2 separate regions of the Hordeum vulgare genome follow, and region 1 is linked to region 2. Evidence: chromatin contacts called from public Hi-C data. All regions are on one chromosome and are shown on one strand. Each heading gives the region's core, a stretch centred on a gene start, on an enhancer-like site or on the middle of the called end of the contact. The rest is flanking DNA. Distances are from core to core; before and after follow the strand shown. Region 1 holds the start of LOC123447291. Region 2 holds the start of LOC123447287 (sex-determining protein fem-1-like).

Region 1 (5,601 bases), core at 991-3,490, 190 kb after region 2:
GCCGTCGGGCCCGCCCGAGCCCGGGTCAGGCCCGCCGAAGCCCATCGGGGCCCGCAGCTAACCCTAGCCGAGCTCCGAGGCTTCCCCGAGCCCCTGCCGACCTCGTGCCGCTCGCCGGCCGCCGCGGGGAGCCCCACCGTCGCCACCGGAGTGGCCTCGCCGGACCCTGCCTGCTGCCTTCCCCGCCACCGGCCAACAGTTTCACGCCATGGCTACCACCTCTCCCCGTCGGATCCAGCCGCCGCCATGGAGCTCAATGGCTGCCTCCGCCACCGGGAATGGAGGTCGTCGCCCCGGATCCGCCGCCCCTCGCCGATGTTCGTCGCCGCCTCGCCGTCAGTCACCTCGCCGGGGCCCCTGCTGCCGCCGCCAGCAGCTCCCGGTTCTATCCCTGACGAGGCCCTCGTGCCAAATTGAGGATAGGGCCGCATCTTGGGCGTGACACCAATTCTATATATCTCTTCCTTTCAGTACATGTACTTGTAACGATATCCATTCTTGTGACACGACGAGATGCGCTTCTATCCCTGACGAGGCACTCGTGCCAAATTGAGGATAGGGTTGCATCTTGGGCGTGACACTTAGGTTCTAGGCTATTATCCAAACGACTAGCTTAGGGCATAAAAGGAACTCTAAGTAGGGCAAGTAAGAAATTATCCACTCTAATGAGAAAGCATGCTATATTGTATAAATTTGCAAAAATGGGTCATTTTCCAATGATAGTAGCCGGTACTTTACTCACTTATATGGTCTAAATCAATATTAATTCACATATAATACCCAAAATACACCTTCATAGTTAAAACTATGCGTTCGCCTAGGTTGCACCTAGAGCGGTTAAATGGCGCTGGGTGAAGGCCAACCACCTCAGTTGCGCCTAGCAATTTTTTCGATCTTATCTGCAACAATTTGTAAATTGCAAAAACATGATATTTTTGTGAGACCTTCTTTATTGTAAGGCCATTGTAACATGTCTCTTCTTCAACAAGAGCTTTGTTGCAGTTGCAACATGACCTTTGTTGCAAATTGCAAACATGACTTTTTGGGAGTTTTGTTTTGCAAGGTTGTAACATTACTCTTTTGCAACAAGAACCTTGTTGCAATTGCAACATGCTCTTTGTTGCAAAAAAAACATCTCTAATCATGAGCATGTCCGTCATCGGGGTTGTCTTCTGTGACGATGTCCCTGTCCTCCGCCCCACCACCTGGACCCACACGTCCCACCTCTACCAACCTTCCTCCTCCCGTGATCTCCTTGTCCACGCTCACCTTCTTCCGAAAGCCAGGGCTTGCAAGTCACAACGCCACAACCCTGTCCCACCTTAACCCCGGCTACGGGCCGCTCACGGTTGCCCCCTATCACCAGCATCTTCCACCGATGGATGACATGTCGTCGCCCTCCTCGCACCACCCTATCCTTCGCTTCTTCGTATTTGAGGCGACCACGGTCCCTCGTTGCCAGATCCTGGATCCACGGGCCCCAGTGTCATTGTCGGTCCTTGTCGCGGAGATCCAACGGTCGCCCCTACCGTTTTGCAATAGAATATGTGTGCGCTCAAGCAGATCACAATACGAGCCAAGTTAAGTTGCAAACATGTACTATAGTGAAGGTTGCTCTCGAGCAATCCGATTGGAACATACACGACACCCACGGAGGCGGTGGACATGCACTGAAAGATTAGTCGGGTGACCTATAAGGATTCCCTTTTTCACACATGCTTTGCAAAAAGAAAAATATATCATGATTGCCGTTTAAGGGTTGTTTGGTTCTCCGCCTAAGTCACTCTTCATTATTCTTGGTGTATTTCATGTATTTCCTCCGTTTCTAAATTTAAGTTTTTTTACAGATTTTGCTAGAGGACTATGTACTGAACAAAATAAATGAATCTACACTTTAAAACATGTCTATATGCAATCGTATCTATTCCTTTAGTGAAATCTCTAAAAAGACTTATATGCTCTCCGTTCCTAAATAATTATAGTGAGAGAGAAAAATGGTCTTTCCAACTATAGTTATTTAGAAATTCTTTTCAACTACAATTATTTAGGAAGGGAGGGAGTATTTATTTATAGACTGTCTTGTAAACATCAATTCCAAAACAAGAAATTTCCAATCTTCAAACCAAGAAATTTCTTAATCATTGAAATACAGGTGCACAGAAACCTGTCCCTAGTAGTGGGCAAAAGAGGGAAAACAACCCTCATAACTCCCCGGTCGGCTTGGTGGACCGCACGAGCGCACCAAACGAGGCAACAACTAAGCCGATCGAGGCCGAGCTTCCCTGCTCCCCTTGCCTGCCTCCCTCCCCCCTCTCCTTCCACCCCTCTTCCTCGTCGTCATCGATCACCACCAGCTCCAGCTCCAGCTCCAGCTCTCCGCACACGGTAAGCGTCAAAGCAAGGCTCCGACGGGTTTCTTGATTTCGATCCAGCCCATCCGGCATCTCCTCTGCTCCCACTCATGGGCTGCTCTGTTCCGCATCTGGAACACTGCCTGCCTCTGCTTGGATTGGGCAAATTTCGGGCCTGCGGATTCTTGCGGTCTGCCGCAGCCGAGCTCCTTAATTTTTCCTTATAAGCGCCCTTCGCTCTCCACCTCAGGAGCGCGCGCCTTTAATGATTCCTTCCTTTCTTATACTTGGCGCCTTTAGATTTAGAAAGCCTTTCCGGCCGTGGGGATTCCGTATCCGTTTGATCGGTTTGGTCTTGGACAAGTCTTGCGATTTTGGTTGCCATCAGAACTCTCATCTTCGTGGTGGTGGTGGTGGTCCAGGTGGTGCCCATGGAGACGAGGAAGGGAATCCTGGAGCTGCGCGACCGCCTGGACAAGACCCTGGCGTGCCCTGATCTCGCCGACGAGGGCTCTCTGAGATCTCTGGTGAAGAAGCAGATTCTGGAGTCGTCTCTTCCTGGCTCTGACCAAGGTATGGGTTTGACTACTTTTTCTCTGGTGCATCTTTGCCTAGATACTCCACGACTAGTAGTCATAACTGTAATTACTTTTCTCTCTAAGCAGGTCCTATTATGCCATTAGAAATGTGCCAGTTTTTTTCTCATTGATTAATATTCACCGGTAACATTAATGTGCCATATGTATATCTAAATCTCTCTAAGTAGGTCCTATTATACATGAAGCAACCAACAAGTCCATACACCAAGTATGTGTAATTAAATTGCTGGTTGAATTTAAAAAGTAAATGCAAGGTTCAATTGTAATATCGTCTTATATTTTATTACTAAATTAAACTGCTTTGTGATCTGTATCTTCCTATCCGTATTTGCTTCTCATTTTAGATCCATTTCTAAATATGTGTATATGCTGTTCTGTATTTTCATTTTGGGTTATGTCTTCTTTAGGCAACATCGACGTGATTGCTGAAGCACGGGCCAAAGAAGTCTCCAATTTTCTTGAAATGCTAGACACTTCAGTAAATGAACGGCCTTCAGAGATTCGTGGGCCACAACAGAAGGAATGGAAGGTATGCAAATTATGAAATTAATAAACTAAATTTAATACGCTTGTACGAAAATATTGTGAACATTATGTGATTAGAGTGCAATAATAGATTTATGTTTTCCTGTTTTGCGTCATAGCGTAATCAGTTCACTGATTTCTTTCTTGCTCTATATTTCAAGAGTGCAATAGTTTACCTCTTTTTTTTTCTGAACATGAAGAATGCCAAAAGGCGCAAGATACAAGGGTGGCGACAACCAAAACCCAAAACAGAAACAGAACAAAACAGGAACGCTTATTCTAGGTTACCAAAAAGGAGAGGGATAAGCGGACATGGAGTTTTGGTTCCGAGGTGGATGAATAGTAACAACAACAACCAAGCCTTTCAGTCCCAAACAAGTTGGGGTAGGCTAGAGTTGAAACCCATAAGATCTCAAAGCCAAGTCATGGCTCTGGAACGTGGATAGCTAACTTCCACGCACCCCTGTCCATGGCTAAGTCTTTGTCGATATTCCAAACCTTCAGGTCTCTCTTAACGGACTCCTCCCATGTCAAGTTTGGTCTACCACGACCCCTCTTAACATTCTCAGCACGCTTTATCCGTCCGCTATGCACCGGCGCTTCCGGTGGCCTCCGTTGAATATGTCCAAACCATCTGAGACGATGCTGGACCAGCTTCTCTTCAATCGGTGCTACCCCAAGTCTCTCTCGTATATCGTCATTCCGTACCCGATCCTTCCTTGTGTGGCCACATATCCATCTCAACATGCGCATCTCTGCTACACCTAACTGTTGGATATGTCGTCTCTTGGTTGGCCAACACTCCGGATGAATAGTAAATTAAGAAAAAATAGCAATCATATGTAAAAAGTTATGGATGTTTTTATGACAACATTGATGAGTATTTCACCTGTGTGCAATGTTTCGTGAAGAAAAAACATTTGTAATGCCCTGGAAAAAAATGATGCTACAAAAACACTATTTGTGAAAACATTTTGGAACACAGTTTTTTTTTTGTCCAGACCTCGACGAATGTTTATTTCACCACGAAAATTTACATGTGGAGAGATAACTTAGCAACGTTTATTTGTTATAAAATGAAAATCAGAATTTTTAAATGCTTTTGTTATTTTTTCGAACTTACTGTTCATAGCAGGAGCATTTTGAACTCGGGAGCAGAATGACGTTTTCAGGGATAAGAAGCACCCTTCTCAAAATACATACCACCAAGAGTGCAATGGTTTACTTTTGTTTATAGTTTAGTATTGTGCTCCAAATTTGGTCGTTCTTTTATCGTATTCCCTCGTTTAGAGAGTGGTTAATTGTTTTCTTTGGTTCCCTTGCAAGTTCTATGAATTGCTTGAATGATCGGTAATCTATTTCATAGGTGAAGCAGGATACAGACCAATTACGAGTCATGTACCGCGAAGGTCCAGATGGGACCCCATTTCATACTCTTCTTGCTGAAGGCTTTGCTGATGGTCCTATCGATGTTTGTAAGGAACTATAACCCCACATTGATGATTAAGACACAATAACTTCAGATAGCCACTTAAGTTTGCTGCTTTTATTCATAGGTACATGTGTGTCGTGGGAATCAGGTCTATACAAAAAATGGTGAGTGTAATTGTTTTGTAGAAAAATGAGATCAGTACATTGCTTTCTTTATTTAAGATAATAGTTGTCAATCTTTACATTTAACTTCACATTCTTGGGAACTACACATGGTGTTCTCTGTTACGCAATTCCGGATCCGCTAACACCAGCGCTTCTGACCCACATGCGTCAACAGGCCCAACCGGAGAGTAACACCGACTTATGACAGGCCTTGGACCCTCTCCCCCCAAAAGACTAGCCTTCTTAGGAGAGGACACCCTCACCCTTATAAGTCGTGTTATGTCTCCTCCCACAACCGATGTGGGACTAAACCCAACAATCTCCCCCTCACACATCGGTCACCCATGGGCCCGCTAACACCAGCGTTCCAGCCCACCTACCATGACCGACCATCCGTGAGTCCACCGAGATTTATTCCGGGCACCTGGGCTCTGATACCACTTTTTACGCAATTCCGGGTCCGCTAACACCAGCGTTTCCGACCCACATGCGTCAACAGGCCCAACCGGAGAGCAACACCAACTTATGAC
Region 2 (4,920 bases), core at 1,334-3,833:
AATTTACCCTATTCATCATTTTGCCTATTTGGTGTTGTTAACTTTTTCAAACATGCATGAAAATGCCATAATCAGATTCCTTGGATTTTTCTGATACTTTTTCATATATAAATTATTTTCATCCGAGTTATATTTTAATTTCTATGATTTTTACAAGTTTTAGGCATTTTCTGGAATTAATTAAAATTAGAAAAGCTTTATTGCGTCACTGCGACGTCAGACTGGCGTCATCAATCAACAGCAGCCGTCCGAGGTCAAACCTGACCAGTGGGGTCCACTGGTCAGTGACCCAGGGCTTAATCCCGCGTTGACCCACCCTAATGGTGGTTTGACTCACCCGTGGGCCCCTATGTCAGCGTCTCTGGGGAGGGGGGTTAGTGGCTAATAGCTGGCCACGTCGGCCCCCACCGGAGGGTGGTCGCCGGCGACCAAGCCCGCGGCGGAGGGCTCGCCGGAGTTGCGCTAAAACGCGCTACAGAGCACCAAATCGAGCGGGGTTTGCTGCTATAGGTTGCTGACGAAGCGCCTGATCGACGAGGGCCATCAGAAGGAGCTAGGGTCGCCGGAGAGAGTGCCGACGACGAGCGTGTGCGGCGGCCGGAAGTGGAGCTCATCGGGGAGATGCTCTGGAGGGCGATTTCGAGCGGGAGAAAGAGGGAGAAGCATCAGAGGCTCACAGGGGTTCCATTCCTGGCATCGGAGAAGTTGGAGGGGCTCTCTGGCAGCGGATCGACGGCGGCGGATCTCGGTGACCGGAGATGGGGAAGACGGCGGTGGCGACGCTTCAGCAGGCTGCAACTTGATTCCTTCGGCGTGGAGAAGCTACTCGTCGTGGCGGAGATGATGGATTGCTCGGGGAGGCTTCGCTGCGGCTGGAAATGCGTCGGTGAGCTCAAGCAGAGCTCGGCCATGGCGGGAGGAAGAGGAGCAGGAAGCAGGAGGAGGAAACGGTGCTAAGTGAGGGGGAAAAGATCCAGGGGCTCATCCACATCGTCTGCATACGCGGATAGGGACGGAGGAGGTGCCTCCAGCGCGAAGCAGGAGGTGGAGCCGGCGCACGCGCTGCTGCCACGCAGCTGCTCGGGGAAGACGACGAGCAGGGGGAGGCCCTGGTGGGCTGGGCGTGCAGGGGCGACAGGTAAGCGTTTCCTTTTTTTTTCTATTTTTTTTTCTGTTTTGTTATTTCTAACATTTGTTTTATTTGTTTTGGCTCCTACTAAATCAAAGAAAATAGGTAAACAACTCTGGGGTGTTATTTGGAATATTTCCAACCCCATGTGAAGTTTTCAACATTTTATAAAACTAGGAAGTATTTGAAATCAATTAATTAATTGATTTCAGTGGCTTTTGAATTTAAAATAAAATGCCAAAAGTATTTTGAAAATATATATCACCCCTGATATTTTCTTTCCAACATTTATAAAAAATGATGGACTTTTATGAAAACCATTTTGGTTCATTGATTTGTCACCACTTTTGAATTGTTTTGCATATAGAGTTGCTAGGGTTTTGTTTTGAATATAGAGTAGCTAGGATTTTTCTCTTGTTGAACCTGTTTGGATGTTGTTTGGTGTTAGGGTTTGGTCATCCCCATTTGTAGATCATTCAAATTTGAATTAAATTGATTTGAATGCATTCATGAATGCTTACTGATGCAACTAACTACAAGATATAATCTAGGGCTGTGACATAAACTTTTTACTTTTTGGGCATTATATTTTAAAGTAGGAAAAATTTAAATATGAATTAATGTTAATGAGGATTCCGGGGAGAGAAGAAGAACGATAGGACAATACGTGGATGCATGGGATGGGTTACAATGCCCCCGTTGCAACGCACGAGCATCTGTGCTAGTAATTCATAAATGGTTTTGTTCAATTTTGAGAACTTTTATTTCTGCACAAAAATAACACCAATGTAGTTTTGTTGAAAACAACGCCAGTCCAAGTTAGTTTCATTCAAATCATGCAAATTAGAGTTTAAAATTAGAGCAAAAGTGTTTAGAAAAGTAGATACGTTGGAGACGTATTAGTGGCGGTGGTGTGGTACCATCTGCCGTGGTGCGGGTGGACGCAGGCGTTTCCTCCAATAAGCTCGAGTGGCTCCCCGATTTGGAGAAGGGCCCGGTCGCCTCTATCGTTGTTCGTCGCCACCATGGGTGTGGTAAGCGAGTTTGCGATGGGTGCGATGCTGGATCCCGCTGACAGGTTTCAAGCTCATCAGCAGCGGCTGTTCTGGCGGGGCTACGGCGCCGGTTCTCAGTTCATGGCGTGGCTGTGCTGTTGCGAAGGCATTGTGGCCCGAGGTGGTTCGTCCCGGGCGACGGCAAAGATTTCATCCGCGAAGAAGCCGTAGAGGACCTGATTGCAATTTTGCTTTCCGGCCCGGGGTCCTCCTTGTAAAAGCCAGGGACTTTAATGCTATTTCCTTTTCTGCTGAGTCCTTATATGCTCTTTGTACCGTAACTGTATCAGATATTAACGGAGCGTCTAGGCCCTTCGCGGCCTTTACAGTTAAAAAAAAAAGAAAAAAAGAAAGACGACGGCGCTCGCTCGCCCATTTTCACTTGTCCTCGCGCTCGCGCGTACGCCTCGCTTTAGTTTCGTCTTCCTCGCTGCTCTTTTCTCCATTCAAAGCTCCAAGCCCCTTCTCCACCCCCACCCTAGCACATCCTCCTCGACCGACGCCATGGTGTCGCCCTACCGAGCTCATTCCGAAGGTAAGCGCCTCTCCCCACATCCCATCCCTAACCCTACCCCCAACCCGGATCCTGACTCCGCCCCCTCCGGCCCGCCCCAGTCCACGACCCGATGCTGGACATGGTCTTCCAGGCGGCATCCGACAACGACCTCCCCCGCTTAAAGTGTACGCCTCCCCCCCTCCCCCGTCCCAGATTCTGACCCTCATCCAGCCTCGCTGCCCGAGCGCTAACATTTTGGAGGCCCAATCAAAAATCCGCCGCAGCGCTGGTCGTGATGCTGGACTTGGGCAGGGGCCGCCCCAAGAAGGTGATTGAGGACTTGAGGGTGGAAGACGATCCCAAGCTTGAAGGTTTCAGCGCGCTGCACATCGCGGCCAGGGGGAGCCTGGAGGTGTGCAGGTACCTCGTCGAGGAGCTGCTGGTGGATGTGGATCTGGTCGACAAGGAAGGTCCAACTATCTTCAAAACCCTAATCTTTCGGTGCAGGCTTCGTCGAATTGCATGGAGTGCCTATTTTACATGCTGGAATTTGTTGTTCGCTAGGGCTGCTTCATCTGTAGGTCAGGTCTCACGATATCCGACTGTTTTGTGCTTTCTCTGGGTTTGGCATAGAGGTGCATTATGAGAGCCAGCTTTTGCCATGGCTCCAGGCTCAGCGCAACACAGTCCGGCAACCATAAACATAGCCTAAGATCATCTACGTCAGTATGAACCAATGTATCATAGGCACCAATATTTTTCTCACCAAATAAAATCATGTTTTGTCATATCCTGTTGTGCTAACTCATGATCATGCAGCTTTATACGGAAAAAGTCGGCCTTTTTAAGGAAGAAATAAGTCGGTCTTCATTATGATACTGAATGTGAATACCCTACATAAGCACCGTTCATATAAATAATTAAATAGGCTACTCTTTGAGGGCAAATTAATGTTTATTTTAGGATAGTTTGGTTGTTTAGTTATTGCACACATGTATGCACCCCAGCTCTGAGGATGTATTTGATTCTTCTATTCGGGTAGTCGAATGTCTAATTTTCATGCGTCAGTTCCATTTAACCAATACTCTCTCGAGCATTATGAAAATCCTGCGTCATATCGTATCTAACTCGATGGGTCTACTTTGTTTGTCTTGGGGAGCCATATCTAAATTCTATGCTCTCAGAGAAGACAGGGCAGTGTTAGGAAACTTCTGTGGTGGTATTCTTTTGGAGATAAGACATGCTTTGATACAAAAAAGATCTCATTTCTTGCTACGCTGAGAAGTGCTTTGATATAATTTCATTTTTGTGTGTTTGTTTGCTTTATAGGTAGAACACCTCTGTTTTTTGCAACATACTGCAATGGGGGTACTGCTGAGTATCTTCTTGATCATGGAGCTAATCCAGACAAAGCCGATAACAATGGGGGTTTCCTGTTACATTATGCTGCTGAAATAGGTCCACCTCTCTAACATATCTCTGTTCTGCATCTCTGCATTGTAAATTGTTATGTGTTATCTTATTCAGAGCTATTCGCCTTTGTTTCATATAGTAATTTACTAATATTGTTCTCTGCTAATAAATTATCTTCAAACCCGACGGTTAAGTTCTTGTAACGTGTCTCTCTGTTCGGGAGCACATATTGTTTTAGAATCATTAGACTGTTTGAGAATGCACGGCATATTAAGTCTCCAAGTAGATCTTTAGTGGTATTTCCTGATATACTCTTAGTTGTACTAAATAATAATCTTGCACACGCTTCTAGTCAAAGTCATCTATATATTTATGTTTAGCCATTAGCCAAAGTTCTACCGAGTGCATGCATGTATTGCATCAAACCAGGACTCTTTGTGTAGCATAGTTACTAATATCTTAAACACTTTAACATGGATATAGTGGCTTAGCTGTCGTGCAGGTGCAATATCCTAAAATGTCACCTAATTAGAAAGTTAAATAACCTAATACATGTCACTATCATTCCAATCCTACATGGGTGTGGAGTGGCAATAATCTGGTAACTGACTTAATAACCTGGTTACCAAGAGGCTATAACACATCGATAACCTGACAAGCAAGTGGCTCTAACCTGGCAATTAGTAACGATAACGAAAAGAAGTTATCGAAACATATCTACGTGGGATCTAGTTTTGACGGGTCTTACATGGGTGTGGAGTGGCAATAATCTGGTAACTGACTTAATAACCTGGTTACCAAGTGGCTATAACACATCGATAACTGAC

What was found. A called contact is a pair of places that touch in the nucleus more often than the background predicts.
Region 1: a Hi-C map of seedling shows a contact between it and region 2, with 2.8 times the contacts expected there. The contact joins the promoter of LOC123447291 here to the promoter of LOC123447287 in region 2. A contact is called at or near these places in 1 of 6 Hi-C or Micro-C datasets (seedling) and 1 of 1 datasets of contacts at active chromatin or transcription factors (embryo).

The regions. Positions count from the first base shown.
Region 1 is chr4H:12,559,765-12,565,365 of MorexV3_pseudomolecules_assembly, forward strand. LOC123447291 reads left to right here and starts at 2,241. Exons shown (of 11, transcript XM_045123880.1): 1 at 2,241-2,385; 2 at 2,774-2,924; 3 at 3,358-3,479; 4 at 4,842-4,950; 5 at 5,032-5,071. The coding sequence starts at 2,783.
Region 2 is chr4H:12,369,287-12,374,206 of MorexV3_pseudomolecules_assembly, forward strand. LOC123447287 (sex-determining protein fem-1-like) reads left to right here and starts at 2,584. Exons shown (of 10, transcript XM_045123876.1): 1 at 2,584-2,719; 2 at 2,800-2,865; 3 at 2,965-3,150; 4 at 4,010-4,138. The coding sequence starts at 2,689.